2 separate regions of the Nomascus leucogenys genome follow, and region 1 is linked to region 2. Evidence: chromatin contacts called from public Hi-C data. All regions are on one chromosome and are shown on one strand. The core of a region is the stretch at or near the end of the contact, and the rest is flanking DNA. Distances in the headings are between cores, read along the strand shown.

What was found. A called contact is a pair of places that touch in the nucleus more often than the background predicts.
Region 1: a contact with region 2 is called in a Hi-C map of a lymphoblastoid cell line, with 2.7 times the contacts expected there. The contact joins two enhancer-like sites. A contact is called at or near these places in 2 of 4 Hi-C or Micro-C datasets (both in a lymphoblastoid cell line).

The regions. Positions count from the first base shown.
Region 1 is chr1a:89,704,264-89,707,110 of Asia_NLE_v1, reverse strand. All of the region lies in intron 8 of DPF3 (zinc finger protein DPF3), which reads left to right. Among named protein-coding and RNA genes, the nearest start is that of DPF3, 250 kb to the left of the region's middle. Within about 2 kb of position 1,555, the one cell type or tissue checked has an H3K27ac peak away from gene starts, as active enhancers do. A contact at or near this core is called in a lymphoblastoid cell line, where this site is marked.
Region 2 is chr1a:89,567,932-89,570,631 of Asia_NLE_v1, reverse strand. The region is part of intron 14 of RGS6 (regulator of G-protein signaling 6); the gene reads right to left. Among named protein-coding and RNA genes, the nearest start is that of DPF3, 380 kb to the left of the region's middle. Within about 2 kb of position 1,346, the one cell type or tissue checked has an H3K27ac peak away from gene starts, as active enhancers do. A contact at or near this core is called in a lymphoblastoid cell line, where this site is marked.

The DNA of each region.
Region 1 (2,847 bases), core at 306-2,805, 140 kb before region 2:
GGGCTTTACCTTTGGAGCAGGTGGTGCCGGCTTTTATTCCAAGAGAAAGGGAACCAGGCTCACTGAGAGTCAATTCCACGTTACCGCAGTTTCTCTAGCCTCATTGTCCCTTATGTGACAATCCTGTGACGTAGGGGGTGTTCCTATTTTATAGCTGGAAAACTGGTGTTGAGAAAGTTTAAGTAACTTGCCCAGGATCAGGAAAATGCACATGTGTAGTAACAGAGTCGTGCCAGCCCCAGGGAGAACCCATCCTGGCTGTGAGTCCTGTTGCCCATTGGCTGCTCAGTGACATGGAGTTATGCCAGTGTGCAAATGAGCCTGAGCTTCCCAGCAAAGGCAAGCTGGGTGGTTGCAAAGAGCCAGCTGCTCTGGCCAGCCTGCCCCATGCTGGGTAGCTCTGTGGGACCCTACCACGTGGCTGGCTGTGAGAATGTCAGGAGGGGAGCAAAAAAACCCTCAGCCCCTGGCAGGACACTTTTCCTCTCCCCAGATTTCTTTGCCTCTTGTTACCCCATTTTAAGGACACAGACATCATTTGGTTGTACTACTTCAAAGGAGATTCCGTCTCCATCTTTGTAAATAACGAATACAACCTGGTATTAGTCAGATGATCTTGAAAGTTCCCAGATGCCATTTTGGTGAGAATGTGACATGTAAAAAATTACTTTCTTCTTCCATCCCCCTGTCATTCTGCCTTAACTCCATTGCCCAAACGCAGGAGCGCTTCCTAGAGAGGCTCCCTTTCTGTGAAAGCCTTTGGAGCTGTCCGTTTTGGAAACTTCTCCCTCCTAAGAGGCTGGGAAAAAGAGAGCTGGGTGCAGAGCAGACAGTGCCCAGGAATATTTTGGCCCTGGCTTCTGATGTGCATTCATCCTTCCGGAAGGCAGGGTCAGGGAGGGGTCAGTCGCTGGCTGAGGCCCCAGGGGCTCTTATTTGCTGTGGTGGCTGAACAGGAAGAAGGAGCAGCCCCGGAGCATGATGCCAAGATTCCAGACCCCCTGCCCGCCCCCATCGTGGGCCACCTCCCTCAGGGGCCAGGGCCATGCTGCAGAAAGACTTAGGAGACCTGGTTACAGTTCCAGCTCTGCACCACCTCTTCCTGTACCCTGAGCAAGTCACTTGACTCTTAGAGGCTTGGTTTCCTTCTGAGTCTAAAGAAGGGGTTGGACTTGGTGGTCTCCAAGATTCACTCTGGTTCTGACAGTGTCTGAGTTGATCAAGTGAGGAACCCATGATAGTGCTATCCTCTTTAAGAAAGTTGTTTGCATTTTAACTGGGGATTTTTGGAAGGGTGGTTTTTAAGCCACTGGAGCATCATCAGTGGTGGAAGTTTCAGGCACTGTTCTCGGGTGTCTGTGGAGGAGAGATGGCATTTTGTATACCTCCCACCCACACATGCTGATCCTGTCTTGGAGGGAGACGCCTCCTTTGTCCTCTTAGCTCACCCATACCTGTGACTCCTTCTGACCCCCTAGCTCCATCCACCTTTTACCTTGAAGAGGCAGATGGAGAGGCAGCATGGTTAGAATTAGAGGGGGTATCTGTGTGGATCCAGGGTACCTATGGGGTGTGCACCTACAGAGAGCCACTGGTCATAGCATTGGCTGGACCCACTCCAGATGAGGCTGTGTTGGCCACAGGTGCTGCCCCATCCTCAGCTGTCAGGTGCAAAAACCCTAGAGCCTGTCTGACAGAGAAGGAAACAGACAGCAGAGAGCCATCGCCAAGATCTCCTGGCCCCCGGGGCAGTGCTGGCCTGAGTCTCTGGACTCCTGGCTGAGTAGAGTGCTCTCTACCAAGCCAGGCTGCTTCCTTCAGCTGATCCCTTTATCCAGTCTCTTTTCTCCCCTTTTATTTCAGGGAGCTGATTAACTTCTTTGTGTTTTCAGCCTTTCTAGATCCTTTAACTCTGTCGGGGCGGGGTTTGGAAGTGGCCTTGACCTGGTTTTGCCCTGGGGTCATTCAGGGAGTGCCTTTAATCCTGGATCTTAGATTAGCTACCACGGCTGGGATGAGCCGTCCCCCCTCATCCCCAGGCCACCCTCTGGGTCCTCATGTTTCCCTCCAGGGCAGCGTGGGGTGTGGATGGGGCGGGAGGGTTGTGGAGAGGAAAGCAGGACTTTAGCACAGGTGGGCATGTGTCTACTGCCCCAGCCCTCTGGCAGGGGAGGCCACCGGATGGTCAGAGCCCAGTGCTCTCTGGAGTCTGCTCATCAGCCCCTCAGCCTCCTGTGTCAGGGGAAGGGTTTCTCCCAGTGCTGGCTTCCTGTGGCCGAGCGGTGTAGTGGTTACTTACATGGATGTTGGTTGGAATAAGATAACGGGTTTTCATCCTGTCTCTGCCAGCAGTTGGCTGGGTTGTCTTGAGTAAATTACTTAGCTGTTCTGAGCTTCAGCTTCTTTGTCTATAAAATGGAGACAATAATACCTGAGTCACAGATTGTTTTAAGAGGTAAACAAGGAAGTGTGTTCAAAGTGCCTAGCACATAGGAAGCGCCTCATAAACTTGTAGCAATAGTACTAATAAATTAATACCCCCCCCACCCCCAGGGATAAGTCAGACAATTGAGTTTCTGCATCTTTTAAAGAATTTGGCCAGAATTCTGGTCAAGCTCCTGGATAAGCAAGAACCAAAATCTCTTTTCTGAGTTCTTATTCTTTCACCCATTCCTTCCAGCTCCCTTTTTCTTTGTCTTCTGTCTTCTTTGTCTCCTTCCTCCCTCTTCTCACTTTGTTGCTTGTCTCTGTCTTCACTCTTCTGGAACCTGTGATGACCTCTTTTCTTTACTTATTCATGATCCAAAGTGCATCCTGGCAGTTCCTAAAGCTGGTGCCATTCAACTA
Region 2 (2,700 bases), core at 97-2,596:
CAGCTGGATATAGAGATGACCTGGAGCTGATGGAAATACAAATTTCATAATCAATGTTTTTTTAGAGACAGGGTCATGTTCTGTCACCCAAACTGGAGTGCAGTGGCTCCATCTTGGCTCACTGCAACCTCCGCCTCTCAGGTTCAAGCTATTCTCCTGCCTCAGCCTCCTGAGTAGCTGGAATTACAGGGGCATGTCACCATGCTCAGCTAATTTTTGCATTTTTAGCAGAGATGGGGTTTCACCATGTTGGCCAGGCTGGTCTTGAATTCCTGGCCTCAAGTGATCCGCCCGCTTTGGCCTCCCAAAGTGCCGCGATGACAGGTGTGAGCCATTGCACCAGGCCACAGAATCAAATTTAATGAACTTTGATGTAAAAATAAAAAGGTTTTCTTTGTCACATAAAACCAAGAATTTTTTTAAATACAAGTGAAAACAACAGGCATGCTGGAGGAAGAGGAAGGGAAGGGGAGGGGAAGGAAAGGGAGGGAAGGAGGGGGAAAGGGGAAGAAGGGAGAGGGGGAGGGTATGGGGTAACATTCTCTAGACAGCAGTTTTCTCTCCCTGCACACACTGGGGACTCTCCCTGGCCTTCTGTCTGCCTTGGAGTTGACCTGCCTTGTCTCTCTCAGGCAACAGCAAAACTGCTGTCACAACAGCATCCTGACATCCCATATGTGTTTACCATCACTGGTTTTGAGGAACCTTTGTGTCAATTTGAAATTCAGAACAGGCTTTGGTTAGTGTTGGCCATCTTCGAGCCCCACAGGCCTGAGCTGGGAACTCAGAGCCCAGCCTGCCCAGGCCACACTCCCCGCTGCAGAGAGCCACAGCAGCTCCTCTCTGCACATCTGCTGCCCATGGGAAGCCCACTGAAGCTTCTGCTCTTATAAAAAACCTGCAGGTACCGCTCCTCCCCGAGGGCAGCGGCAGGGAGTGAAATGCCAGCAGCTGCATCAAATCCATCCATCCTGCACTAAGCCTCCATGGCTTGCAGCAGAAGGGCCATTTTGACTGGCAGGCCACAAGGACTAATATCTGGGAGACCACCTGTCCTGCCCCGCCCCTGGTCTCTGCCAATTGTCATAGCTGCAGTGGGGAGGCAGCCCCTGTGCGGGCATTTGATCCGTGTTCATGACTTAGAAATGCTGGCGGGGAAACTAGCTTTTAGAGCAAGGCAGCCTGGGCTCAGATACCACTGGGGCGAAGCAGTGGAGAACAGGGCTGGAGGACCATCCAGGAGCTGCCCCAGCGGGAGCCTCCTTTCTCCCTAGAGGCTTTCAAGGAAGAGTATTTTCTCAAGGCTGGCTGGGTAAGACAAACTACTTGGCCCTTGATCATTCTCCATCCTACCAGGAGGTCTGGGCAGGCCCTCAGTCACCAGTTTACATATCTTTTCATAAACTAGAATTTTCATGGGTTAGAAAATACAGCTTTTGGTTCGTTTCCAGAGAAAAAGCAAACTCCAGGAGAGAAGAAAGTGTTTCTGTGCCCTCTGCTGGTCAACCGGAGATGTAGGCAGCAGGGCTTAAACTTGGTTTAGTTCCCGGTGGGGCTGAAATTCCGGGGTGCCTACGTTAGTAACCACCCCCAGCACCACTGAAGCTGAGTTCTGTTCACTGGGCAGTGACTGAAACACTGCAGATGGTTGTGGTGTCGTGGGAGTCACCTCTGTTCCTATTAATCATGGGTTTGGTAAGTGGTGGATCATGCTGGGCCCTAGTGAACCTTCGGAGGTCTTCCTAGGACTCAGGGCAACTGCCAGAGACAAGAGCTCTCGAGATGAACCTGGCACCCCACTGTGTCCTCTTTTAATTGCTTCTCCCTTCAGCCGACACTGTGTGGAACTCGGATCATCAATCTGGAGGTTAGAAGAACAACTACCTTCTCTCAGGAGATGTTACAGCTCATAAAAAATGTACAGGGGACACTCTGCTGTGGGTTTTGATATTTAACTCATTCTCTGTTGTGCAGCAGAGGGTGTCAAGCCAGGGAGGACAAAGATTTGTGTAGGGGAGATGTAGGCGAGGGAGCAAAGATGGGAAGGAGTGACTGTCTTTATTCTGGGAAAATGCACAAAGCAGGAAGAAGGATGAGGCCAAGAAACTGAGCGGAGCTCCCTGCATCAGAGCTGTGAGGCCCCTGCCTTGTGGACAGAAGCCATGTGCATTCCCGAGGCACTCAACAAACAGCTGTCTGTGGGTCCACTGAGTGCAAAGGGAGTCTGCACTCAGCTCAGGTGGGTCAGAAAAGGAGAAAAAGCAGTACACCCTGCCACAGAGAGCTCACAGCTTCAGCAAAATGCGCTGCTGGTCATACCCCACCCAGTCCACAGAGATGATGCCCCCACCCTCATCTCACAGACCCACCCAGAGGAAACTGATCAAAGGGGACGTCAACTTCTATTACGTCATCATAGAAATCATTCCTTAAAGGATCCAGGGTGACACTCTGGGGCTCCTCCATTCCGCATTCTGAAGCTCTGATACAAATTCAGCCGCTTGGCTACTTAACTGGCACCCTGTGGGTTGTGCAAGAATGTTATGATCTAAGCAGCCCTTTCACTGGAGAGATAAGAGGGAGCACAGGAGGACAGAGGAAGTGGAGAAGCACTTTGTAATTTACCCAGGTGAGTTCTGGTCAGGCTTTTTCCTGCCACGCTCTAATGCCAGTGGCCTGGGGCCCTCACCAATCCTGCGG